Regions from separate parts of the Mus musculus genome. Here region 1 is linked to region 2. The links are chromatin contacts, called in public HiChIP or PLAC-seq maps. All regions are on one chromosome and are shown on one strand. Each heading gives the region's core, a stretch centred on a gene start, on an enhancer-like site or on the middle of the called end of the contact. The rest is flanking DNA. Distances are from core to core; before and after follow the strand shown.

Region 1 (5,903 bases), core at 3,310-5,809, 370 kb after region 2:
CCATTGTGTTTTATTTCCTTCCCACAGGTGGGACCTGCAGCAGTCAGAGCCCCTTACCCACCCGTGTGCTGCAGGGGGAAGAGTGAGGGAAGGCCAAAGGTCTTGTCCCCAAGAGCCAGTTCTAGGTCCTCCCAGTAGCTGGTTCCCTTTATACCTGCTGCCTTCGAGATAAAAGCTTTACTGCTGTCAGGCTCCAGGGCTCCCTCCGTCCCTGCAAGCTTGGAGGAGTAACTGTCAGGCTTCCTTCAGGAACAGTAGAGTCACATGCCTTGGGAATGTTGGTTGCCATCTTTAAATGTTTATCTTTTTTTTTTTTTTTTGTATGTGTGTGTGGTGGAGGTGGGGTGCCTGCCACGTAGCACTTGTTGGGGTAACCGATGGATAGCTTTATGGAGTTGGTTCTCTCATCTTCCTAAGTGCTCCAGGCATCAAACTCTGCTTGTCAGGCTTGTGCAGCAAGTGCTTTTGTGTGCTGAGCCTTCTTGGGGGGGGGGGGTACCTTCATCAAATTTTTCCATCCGTATGTCATGGTTCAACTCCATTGTCAAATTGGCCAGAACTGGACTCACCTTGGAGATACACCTTGGGCTTGTACCGAAGACCCACCCGGAATGGGGGTGGTGTCATCCTATGAGCTAGCGTCCCAGACACGATGAAGGTGGAGGAAGGGGGAGAGCTAGCTGGACACCATTGTCCCCCTCTCTCTAATCCCTAGATTGACAATGTGATACGCCCAGCAGCACAGGGTCTCCTTATGCAGTCTGAGGTCCATGAACTGGGGGTTGTTTCTATTGATGACGGCAGTGATTTTGTTTTGTTTTTAGCAGGGTCTCCTATAGCTCAGGATAGCTTAGAGCTGACCTTGAACTCCTAATCCTCCTGCCTCTACCCAGGACCTAGGATTACAGGTCTGTGCCACTGTATCTGGTTGAGCCCAGGAGTAAATCTAGCCTGGATGATTTTGGAGCCTGGGATCTCTTTACTTGGCCTCAGGGAAGCCAGGTTTTGTTTTGTTTTGTTTTGTTTTGTTTTGTTTTGTTTTGTTTTGTTTTGTTTTGTTTTGTTTTAAGAAGTTAGGTAGGGTCAGGAACTTCTCCCAGATTGGGGCTGGAAGAAAACAAGATCCCAAGGTATCTGGGATGGTGGGATGGGCCCTTGGGCATTCTGAGGTAAGGCCACTTGCTCCCTGACTGGGCCAGTGACCTCTGTGGAAGCATTTCAGGTCCTGTTATCACACCGTTATAAAACTGGGAGGCTGAAGCAGGAGAATCACTTAAGCTCTGGGATTTGAAGTCAGCCAGATAAAACAGCAGTTCTCAGTGAAAACAGTGGAATCAGGCACAGAGGAGACCCAAGGTATCCATCTTTGATCCCAAAACTCCAAACTCCTTTCTGACCATTCCCATAAAAGGAGGGATAGCCACTCCATCCTCCATCTCTGGCCACCACTTTCCTCTGGGCATGTTGTCCTTGAGCCTACTATCTGAGAATTCCCCTGGAGCCCACAGTGCTCAGACCCAACAGACTCTGCTCTTACTCCTGAGGCTAAGGACTAGACTCAGGCCGTGGACTGATGAGTGCTGAGGTATAGTTGCCCGTTGAGAAGGCCCAATGCAAATGTCTCAAGGAATGGGCTGGCTTAAGAGGGAGGGAGTGTATCTGTGTGTGTTTGTGTGTATGTATGTGTGCCTGTATGTGTTCTTTGTTTGAGACAAGGTTTCTTTGTGTAGCTCTGACTGTCCTGGAATTAGATCTGTAGACCAGGCTGGCCTTGAACTTAGAGATCTGCCTGCCTTTGCCTCCTGAATGCTGGGATTAAAAACATGCGCCACCAAGCCTGGCTGCCTGTATTTGTGTTTGTGTGTATATGTGTGAATGTACTTGGGTGACAATATTTATATGTGTATATGTGTGTAAGTCTGTGTATGTGTATTTTGTGTGTATATGCATGTTTGTGTATATATGCATGTGTGAGAGTGTGAATCTGTATCTATGTGTGTTTGTGAGTGTATGTTTATATGTGCATGTGTGTGCACATGTGTGTGTGTGTGTGTGTGTGTGTGTGTGTGTGTATTCATGTGGGCGTGCACATGTGGGCTTTTCTTTCAGTTCTGCCATGCTTCCTCAGAAAAGCTGACTCTAACACTGCCTCAGATTTTCAGCGTTTTCCTCTTATAGCACTGACTGTCGAATCCTTGACCTTTGAGGGTGGGTTTGATTTTTTTTTTGGAAAAGGCCAAAAGTAATTTGAAGCTGTGTTGTGCATAAAGGGGATGAGGGATTTCCAGAATGTGAGCTGCATGTGTTGTTGGGATTAAAAAAAAATTGTTTGGACTCAAAATGAGATGGAACCCTAAAGAGTTGGGCCAGGTTCCTCCCATGGAAGTTCTAAGAGTGTTTCCCTCGAGATGGGGACTCTGTTCTGGAAATGACCACTCTCAGGAGAGCAGCGGAAGGAGAGTGACGCTTTATTGAGCCGCTGCTATGTGCCAGGCTCTCTACATACATTACGGCGGCTGACTGAGGTCATTTTTGGAGTAAGGCCCATCTATTAAAAATTTCTTAAATAATTAATTCATTATCCTTCTGACTCTTCACTCTATCCCTATTAGAACAGGCTCTTAGCCCACTTCACAGGTGATAGAATTAAGACTGAAGGGAGTTAAGTGACTTCCCAAGGTCGGAGAGTTATGCCAGGCCCAGGATTTGAACTCAGGTCTGATTGACCCCCAAAATGAAGACAGTGCATTTATTATTCACGGATTCATTGAGAGAGTCTCATTATATCTCTGTTTCCCTAGTGCTGTGATTAGACTACCATATTCAGGCTAATTTTTTATATAATTTTTTTTCGAGACAGGGTTTCTCTGTATAGCCCTGGCTGCCCTGGAACTCACTTTGTAGACCAGGCTGGCCTCGGACTCAGAAATCCGCCTGCCTCTGCCTCTGCCTCCTGAGTGCTGGGATTAAAGGCGTGCGCCGCCGCTGCCGCCACCACCACCTGGCTTTTTTATATAATTTTTATATGTTTACCCTCACCTCTAACTCGAAACTGTGGTTTTATTATGTCACAGTGACATCATTCAGGCTGAATTGTCTTAAGGAAAACAAACAAACAAACAAAACAAACCAGGTCATAAAAAGTGAAATGCTGACTGTGTGCAGTGGCAGCCATCGTCAGCGGGCATCAGGGGATGCGTGGGTGACAGCGGCAAAGCATGAAGTATGGTGTTTATTAGGTACTGGCAAAGGCCTGGGAGTTCCAGATGCCAAGCCATGATAAGTGGGAACTGCCTGTCTCAGCTCTCGTCCAGTTCCAAGAGCTGAGGAGGCTCCCAGTTCGGTGCCTTTAAAGCAACTTGATGCACAGACCAGACCCACACCGGGAGCTTTCTCTGCCATTGGCAAGGTGGGGCTCTCCCTGCATCACGATGGCAATAATAGTACCTGATGAAGCCCGAGCTGATAGAGCATGTGCGATAGCCAGGCATTGATTGCATCATTAAACTTTGATCTCTCTCTTTGCTCTTAGCCCACAACTTGAGGATGCTACAGACTGATAGCCCTAGCGGGACCCCCAACTACACAAATTGACTCTCTAAATTCAGAAAAAAGATTCTCTTCCTTTGCTGTGATGTGGTCACATATCACTCGGGAACTGAGCATGCAAGGAAGGGAGTTGAGACTTGTCTTGGAGAGACATCTCTAAGAGAACTTCCAGCTGTTCACAGCTGGAGCCTTCTCAATGTAGCAGGCCCTTACCTGGGAGCTTGTCTCCTGGACACCCTCAAGCCAGTGAGCAGAGATTTGAATAAGAAAGTATGAGGGATACCGCCACCCATAATATCAGGCACGGGAAACAGGCTAAACGCCCATCAGTGGGAGGACTGATTGGTAAGAAATGTAGCACCCTGAACACTGCAATTCTGCGATCCAAGGGATGGGTGAGTCTGCTCTGCTGCGGGCTGAGTGCCAAGCTGTACTGCCGAGTGCAGGAGCAGTGCTAATACACTGTGATAACATTTGGATTTTAAAAGAGAAAGATTTGCTTGTACGTGATAGACGTTTTCTGGAAAGACACAAAAGAAACAGTTAGCAGTGGGATGCCTCTGAAGAAAGGTCCTGGGGACTGGAGGTCTGAGAGACGAAAGGAGACTTACTTTTCACTGGGTATCCTTTTGTGTTAATTTTTTTCTATGTGAATGCATTTTTTTTTCTGTTTAAAAAGAAAGTGGTGGGGGACTTAAGGGAGAGAAAAGTGCTCAGGTTTTATCTGACTTCTCTGTCCACTTTCTCATGTCTGTGTTCAGCCAGGTTGTGCTATCCTGACTCATAGGTCATTTCCCAGCCCTCTCACCCTCCGCCTCAGCCCATGCCCCACCCTGCCCAAGGCATCCATTACTGCCCCTTAAAGGTACTTAAAACTTACCTTTTTTTTGCCTTGAAATACAAATAACTCCAATCTGCAGAGAGGAGCTTCATTGCACTCACAGAGCAGACAGAAATCAGCTGGCACCGGGGTGCTCGATAAATGTTTGCAGATCCAATTGAATCTGTGACTCGGTTGGTTACACTGAGCAAGGGACTAATTGGCCAAGGTCAGGCATCCAAAACCCACATGGGTCAGCACTCTTGGAACTTAGAGAGGAACTTTCTTCTCAAATGCAGTCTGCCCCTTGCTCCATTGTGGCCGCATGTCACAAGGAGGGAGTTCTGTCTACACAAGGAAGGAGAATGGGGGCGGGGGGGGGGGGGGAGGGGGGAGGGGCACCATTCCTGGAGACACAGCTCAGAGCCACTTGAGCAAGCAAGACAGAGTAACAGTGTGACAGAAAGCAAGACAGTAACAATGTGACAGAAAGCAAGACAGAGTAACAGTGTGACAGAAAGCAAGACAGAGTAACAATGTGACAGAAAGCAAGACAGAGTAACAGTGTGACAGAAAGCAAGACAGAGTAACAGTGTGACAGATCGAAAGGCCCACCTTTGGAAGCATTGTGACTCAGAAGAGTATCTGAAACCAGGCAGAAAGGCTTAGCACTGGGAAGGTGGAGGCAGGGGGACAGCTGAGTCTGAAGCCAGCCTGGCCTACTGAGTGAGCTGTTATCTCAGATGCTCCTGTCTCTAACCCTGCCCATCTCTTCCTCTTCCTCTCCATTCTTTTATTCTGGATATTAGGAGGTTTAATATTATCCCCAGAACTTGGAACTGGACGTATAGACTTCTCCACTAAATATGGCAGTGATTTGAAATATTTATCACATGTATTCAGCAAGACCAAAAATTAAGTATTTAGCCTCTCCACCACCCCCAACACCTTAGTCCTGGACTCTACAAATAGCTACGACATTCCCAGTATCTCTGTCTGTCTGCCTCTCTGTCTGTCTGTCTGACTATCTCTCTGTGTTTTGTATATATGTGAGTAAGGGCACTGCATTTGGTAGTCAAACCTTTTTAACTGTGGGCTGCAAAGATCAAACTCAGTTTGTCAGGCTTGTATGGAAACTAGTTTTACCCACTGAGCCATCTTACTGGTTCATTTTTTAAAAGTTAAATTTTATTTTTATTTTAAAGATTTATTATTATTTATGTATAGGAGTACACTGTAGTTGTCTTCAGACAAGCCAGAAGAGGGTATTGGACCCCATTACAGATGGTTGTGAGCCACCATGTGGTGGCTGGGAATTGAACTCAGGACCTCTGGAAGAGCAGTCAGTGCTCTTAACTGCTGAGCTATCTCTCCAGTCCTTTTTTTGTTTTGTTTTGTTTTGTTTTTCGAGACAGGGTTTCTCTATGTAGCCCTGGCTGTCCTGGAACTCACTTTGTAGACCAGGCTGGCCTCTAACTCAAGAGATCCGCCTTCCTTTGCCTCCCAAGTGCTGGGATTAAAGGCGTGCGCCACC
Region 2 (6,600 bases), core at 2,908-5,407:
ACAAGGCACAGCATGTGTTTGATGGAGAGCGGGGGTGCTGTGCTTCGGGGGTGCTGTGTCTCCTGCCTCTGCTTCTGCAGACCGCTTTGGCTTCTCTTTTTAAGTGGATATTTATTACAAGTGGCCTTGTGTCAGACACTCAGTTACTCGCGTGCGCATTCAGGCCCTCACTGGACACTCACCAATGGCCTTTCCGTGTGGGGCAGGAAGCAAGTGCCCCTAAGGTGCGAAGTTTGCACTGGGGGCTTAGGCAGTCCAGGGGCCAGAGGGGAGGACTCAGGGTCCTTCAGATGACATTGTGAGCAGACACTGAGGCCAGCGAAGGTCCTGAATACATTCTCCCTTGAAATAATGACTCCTCAGGTGCCTCAGAGCTCACAGGTCCTCCTGGCCCTGGAAACCTCCCAGGGCACTTTATTATTATTATTTGTCTCCTGGGGTAGGGAATGGTAGCTAGGACCAGGTCTCAACCCCAGCACAGGAATCCCAACAAACTGGCTGCCTTCCTGTGGCTGCTGCCAGCCACCTCTACCCACATTCTGACTCTGGGGGCCACCTCCACTCTCTGCTCTGTGTTGTGACAAGGGGCAGAGTCTGGTGCTGGCTGGGTCAGACCACTTGTCCCATTAACCCTTCTCTGTGTCTCGAGGCCAGTTGCAGAGTTGACAGCATCGTGTTGGCCCCCAGGCCTGCACAGATACCTCATCATCCACCCAGCCCTCCCCCCATCCCCCCGGCAGGGGTTCCTCCAGATCTAGTGCCGAATGACTATGTCCAGATTGGTGGTGATGGGTGTTGTCGCTGTTTTTGTTGTTTGTGACTGCTGTGTGCCCAAGTGGGCAGCCACCTCCCAGCCCTTTCTTGGGCATCTCCCCTTTGAGAGCTGTTAGGACCACATCTGTCCTCACGCTGTGGGACCGCCTGGCCCTTCCCTTCCTATCCCTTCCAGCCTGGGACACACACACACATACACACACCTTACCTCTCATGCGTGTTTTACCTGTGCTGTTTGGAGTGGCTCACTGCCTGGGATCTTTACCTCGGGGAGGAAAAGGGGAGAGTGGTTCCCTTGGGGCCAAAGAAGGGCAGGGGATACCTGGAGGGGAGTTGGGTCACCACAGTCTCTCTCTAGGAACAGCTGCTTCTCCCCCCACCCCAATCCCAGGGTCCCACTCCCAATCCCCAAAGAGGTGGCCCTTGTTTACAGTGAGGACTTGGTCACTGTGTCTCTGTTTCCTGAAATATGAATTGTAGCGACCCCAGACTGTAGAGATTTTTATGTGTTTGGGTACATCTGCTGTGTGGGAAAAAAAAAAAACTACAAAAACCCTAATTTTGTACATATTGTATTTTTACTATTGAACTGTACTCTAGTGGCTGTTCATGCTCTGAGTTTAGGTATTGAGACATGAATACTATCCATGTAATAAGCACTTGCCTGGAATAAAATATAAAACTGAAATAAATCTGCACTGAAACCTGAGACGGAGCTCCCAAGCCTGCAGCATCTGGGTCATTTCATTTCAAGAGGCAGGGACCCACAGGGAAGCAGCAAGAGGTGGCACCCTGAAGGCTGCTGAAGGGTGAGGTTGGGTGATGGCCTGAGTAATTAAAACCCTGGTAATAGGGTTCCAGAGCTGGCTCAGCAGCCAGACCATGTGGTGCTCTTATACCATGAACCCAGGTTGGGTCTCCAGCACCCACATCAAGTAGCTAACTGCTCGAGGCTCCAGTTGCAGGGCTCTTGACTCCCTCTTGTGGTTCCCATGAGCATTTGCATGCATGTGATGCAGGCACATGTAAATAAGAAAATTAACAGCCTGTTAAGGCCCGGGAAGATGGCTCAGCACTGGCTGCTCTTTTGGAGGACCTGAGTTTGATCACCAGCTCCCAAATAGTGGCTCACACTGTTAACTCCAATTCCAGGATATCCTATACCCGTCTCTGAATTCTACAGGGATCAGAACGTGAGGTACAAATATGTATTCGTGCAAACCCCATTCCCCACACCTTAACAAAACAGAGATCAGGCAATGGTGGTGTATGTCTTTAGTCCCAGCACTCAGGAAGCAGAGACAGGTGACTCTCTGAATTTGAGTCCAGCCTGGTTTACAGAATGAGTTCCAAGATAGGCAGAGAGCTACAGTGGAAAAACTGTCTGAGCAGGGAGGCCGGGGGCAGGTCAGTGGGAAGCAGTCTGGGTATGGTATGGTGTACACCTCTAGTCCCAGAAAGAGGCATACACACAGAGGCAAGTGGATCTCTGAGTTTGAAGCCAGCCTGGTCTAAAAGATGAGTTTGATCCAGTCAGGGCTACATAGACCCTGTCTTAGAAAACGAAACAAAAACATCAGGGATAGCCTGCCTTTACCCTGGGTCAATGAAGGATCTGGCCTCACAACTGTGACCCAACACAAGGCTGTATAGGTCCTCATCGTTTCAAAACATGATCTTATTTCATTAAACAGCCAGTGAAGGGGGCTGGAGAGATGGCTCAGTGGTTAAGAGCACTGACTGCACTTCCAGAGGTCCTGAGTTCAAATCCCAGCAACCACATGGTGGCTCACAACCATCTGTAATGAGATCTGATGACCTCTTCTGGTGTGTCTGAAGACAGCTACAGTGCACTTAGATATAATAATAAATCTTTTTTTTTTTTTTTTTGGTTTTTCGAGACAAGGTTTCTCTATGTAGCCCTGGCTGTCCTGAAACTTACTTTGTAGACCAGGCTGGCCTCCAACTCAGAAATCCGCCTGCCTCTGCCTCCCGAGTGCTGGTGTTAAAGGCGTGCGCCACCACGCCCGGCTATAAATCTTAAAAAAAAAAAAAAAAAAAAAAAAAAAAAAGCCGGTTAAATAAGGCAAGAGGTAGTCCTTTTGAGCAAATCAGAAATGGCCAATGACTTGCTAAAGTCATACCGTTGCACCTTGTTGGTTAAGACTACAAAACTAGCCGGTGTGGTGGTGCACGCCTTTAACACCAGCACTCGGGAGGCAGAGGCAGGCGGATTTCTGAGTTGGAGGCCAGCCTGGTCTACAAAGTGAGTTCCAGGACAGTCAGGGCTATAAAGAGAAACCCTGTCTCGAAAAATAAAAGAAAACAAAAAAAGACTACAAAACTTAGTCCTTTGCTTGCTCACTTCAGTATATCTTTCCTTAGCATTAGGCACTTCTGACCTGGCCTTCTGGGGATAGATAACAGAGGCTAGCCCCCAGGACCTGGGGACAGATGGTAAGGGGTTTCGCAAAGCCACTTTGGGTCCTAACTCTGTTCCACTCTATGGAGCTGAATGAGGTTGGGGGTCAGGATCTAGAAAGTGGAGACCTAGGCCGGGCGTGGTGGCGCACGCCTTTAATCCCAGCACTCGGGAGGCAGAGGCAGGCGGATTTCTGAGTTCGAGGCCAGCCTGGTCTACAAAGTGAGTTCCAGGACAGCCAGGGCTACACAGAGAAACCCTGTCTCGAAAAAACCAAAAAAAAAAAAAAAAAAAGTGGAGACCTTGGCTGGGTCCAGAGGACTTCTGACCAAGTAGCTCTGAGCAGGGCTGTCTTGGAGGCAAGTGGTGGGGAACAAGACCAAGGATCCTGTTAACTGTGTCTAGTGTGGGTTAGGTGGGTGTTTTCTGGTTGTATATAACCCTCAGTCCCTTTGCTAGGAGTGGGGTGGGGTGGGGCCGTCATTACCCTCAGGAAAGAAGTGCTGGCCGTAAATAGCCTGGACTCTTATTTTCTGGGGTCCCCTGCTGATTGTCAGTTCCAATCTCCCACATGAGCAATTCTGACTCATGAGGTGTGAGCGCTCTCTGCTGGTCGCATCAGGAAAAGCTTTGTCCTGTCTGCTGGTGCCGCAGGTGAAGGCTAGGGTTAATAATACTCCTCAGAGGGTGCTCACTCAGCGCCTAGCACTGCGAATAGAATGAAGCCCCTGCCCTGGGAAGACCACCCGAGACTTGGGCCATCCATCTTTGGGATGAGCAACAAGCCACTCCTTCCCTGTGCTTAGAGCTCCTGAATACTCACCAACGCCTGTGTCCATGAAGCCCAATGCTAGCCCAGCCCTCTGGAGACCTCTGTTGGCTGTGGGATCCCCTGTAGTGTCTACATAGCCTGCTAGCATGTAGAGTAGGGAGGCGGAGCAGAGAGGATAGACGGGGCGGGGACAGGGGCGGGGCAGGTTCCTCCCAGGTTGATTTGCCCAGACCTTTGGCGAATGTGGTCACAGCAGGATTCAACAATCACCCAGGTTACAGAACCTGCTGGGGAGGCAGGGAGGTGGGGAGTGTTTCCCTAAAGGGCATATCCAGGCCTTGGCTTCCTGTGTCCCAGTTTTCCCTGGCCAGCTCTGGTCACTGGCCTGTATTCTGTTATAGTTGCTGGTGCCAGACTGTCAGGACTGTGGACTAGAACACTCAGCTTTTGGGAAACTGCTCAGAAAGCAGGAGTTAAAGGAAGCTGCTAAAGATATGACCAGAAACACTCTAGGGTAGGGAAGGTCGAGGCAGTTATAAGCAGGCCCTTTCCACACCTTCCCAGCAGCTGCACCCTCTAGCTCCTTCCCCCAGACTGATCCAGGTATCTCAGAAATGTGCTCAGTGGTAGTGAGGGGCTCAGAGGGCAGGTCTTCTGGTGGCCTTCTGAGAGCTGGGGCCTCATGGCATTCCTCGCTGAGATCATGCCTCACTTTGTTCACTGGGGGTGGAGAGGTGTAGTAAGCTGGGGGGAGGGAGCACAGAAGCGGGAAGGACTTCCTCTCAACTGTAGTCTAGAGGCCCTACAAGTTAAGCCAGTATAAGACCACTGTTCTGTGGTACCCGACTTCCTAACTAGCCCATGCCACAGAGCCCCACAACTGGTGGCTCTTCACTAGGAAAAACTTTGGTTCTCTTACACCATTCTTGGTTTTATGTCTTTGTTGTTTTTTGTTTTGTATTTATAAGCTGTCGCCCTTTACTGTTGTATGTTGGAATGTACCGAACTATCTAACACATGAGCTACTGCATCCAGCCAGTCCCACAAATAGCCATCAGAGCCTCAGGCATTGCCAAATGCATTTTATTAGTCTGTTACATTGAAGAGTATAGTTTCTGAGCAAAACAAAAACCAACCAACCAAATGAACAAACAAACAAAACTCAAAACCCCATACACTCTGCTCCTCACAAAACCAGAGTCACTAAGGCAGGCACACATTGGCCACCCGTGCTTGGTGGAGACTGAGGAGTCAGGAACAAGGGTGGGCAATGGGGTAAGCTGGCCCCACACAGGCTGTGCAGTACCCGGGTTGGGGTAGGGGACAGGGAAGGCTGTGCTATGTGCAGAATGCGGCTGGTCCTTTCTCGTGTTTTTCAGCTGCAGCAAGTCTGTGGACCTTGGTGACTTCTAGGCAGGAGCCAGGCCAGGTGTGGGCTTCAGGGCCCAGACTTGGCTTACATGTGCTCAGATGGTGGGGACATGGGGGGGGTGACAGAACAAAGAAACAGCATGCCTAGACCTCAGGTCAAGGGTTGGACCTTTATCGACAACCCTGTAAACTCTTCCAGAGACCCTTCTGGGTCTTCAGGCTTCTCAGAACCCTGAAAAGCCTATGGAAAGTGGAGCTGGCCTTGCCTCTCCCTGGGGATGAACTGGGACTATCCAGGCACTCCCACCTCCCTCAGCCCCAGGTACTCAGATGTCTGGAATAGGTAACAGGTACCCCGGAACTCACAGGCCTGTCCTTGGAGGAAGGTTGTGATAGGACTGTCTTCCTACACTTTCTGGGGTGGTTCTGGAGGGCAAGCGCAGTCACTGCCCTCCACACCACACAGCGGGCGGCGAGTGTGTTGCTTATGTGCAGTCCTAGGGATTTCTAGTGCAGAAAGCAAGGGCAGGGTGCAGAGAGTGACACTGTACACACGAGTGGGTGGGTCACTGTGTACTGTGGGGAGATCATGGGGTTAATCTCTGGCCAGAGGCTGTGGCAGTGCTGCTGAGGTGGGCCACTCTCACCCAGGGCCCACATCTGACTGCCCCAGAGTCTTAGGAGAGCCTGGGAGGTAGCCAAGGTCTCCTGCCCCTAGGACACATGCCTGAACAGGCAGCTAGTTGAGACCATAGAAGGCCTCAGGAGAGATATGGCACAGAGCCCCTGGTCCTATGCAACTCTTGTTAGATGAGGCGCGGGCCACTGTAGACCCCACTAACCATACAGGGCCCCAGGTTGACAGGAAAGAGGCTTTGGGAAACAGTCCAGGCTGAGGCTGCAGGCGGCACTGGGGCTATTCTAAGTTGTTTGAGAGGGGAACACAGAAAGGGGTCCCCCAAGGCAGCCAGTCTCCTGAGGCCGACCCCTCCTACCCAGCTGTGATCTGCAGGCATCCTGACCCCAACTTGCCCTGCAGGGCCAGCACTGCCCACACTCACATCCCAGGCTCAGTCACTTTGTTAGGTTACACAGCTGAGTGGGTGGGGTTGGCAGGGGTGAGGGTGGGGTAAGGGATCGGGAGAGGCAGTTTGGGCTATGATGGCCTCTGCCTCTCCCTGCTGGAGCTCAGGGGCCTGGTACCTGGGCTCTGCACTTTGCCACCCCCAGCTGCAGCCGTCACTTGTTGTCTATGAGCATC

What was found. HiChIP or PLAC-seq counts read pairs in DNA pulled down with a chosen protein or histone mark.
Region 1: a FOXA1 HiChIP or PLAC-seq map of pancreatic cancer cells shows a contact between it and region 2. The contact joins two enhancer-like sites. A contact is called at or near these places in 1 of 39 promoter capture datasets (cranial neural crest) and 1 of 115 datasets of contacts at active chromatin or transcription factors (pancreatic cancer cells).

What each region holds. Positions count from the first base shown.
Region 1 is chr11:75,216,357-75,222,259 of GRCm38.p6, forward strand. All of the region lies in intron 1 of Rtn4rl1 (reticulon 4 receptor-like 1), which reads left to right. Among named protein-coding and RNA genes, the nearest start is that of Rtn4rl1, 25 kb to the left of the region's middle. Within about 2 kb of position 4,560, at least 26 of the 459 cell types and tissues checked have an H3K27ac peak or open chromatin away from gene starts, as enhancers often do. A contact at or near this core is called in pancreatic cancer cells, where this site is marked.
Region 2 is chr11:74,844,229-74,850,828 of GRCm38.p6, forward strand. Sgsm2 (small G protein signaling modulator 2) reads right to left here. Exons shown (of 23, transcript NM_197943.3): 23 at 5,036-6,600. The coding sequence ends at 6,579. Mnt (max binding protein) reads left to right here. Exons shown (of 6, transcript NM_010813.3): 6 at 1-1,497. Among named protein-coding and RNA genes, the nearest start is that of Mnt, 17 kb to the left of the region's middle. Within about 2 kb of position 4,158, at least 116 of the 459 cell types and tissues checked have an H3K27ac peak or open chromatin away from gene starts, as enhancers often do. A contact at or near this core is called in pancreatic cancer cells, where this site is marked.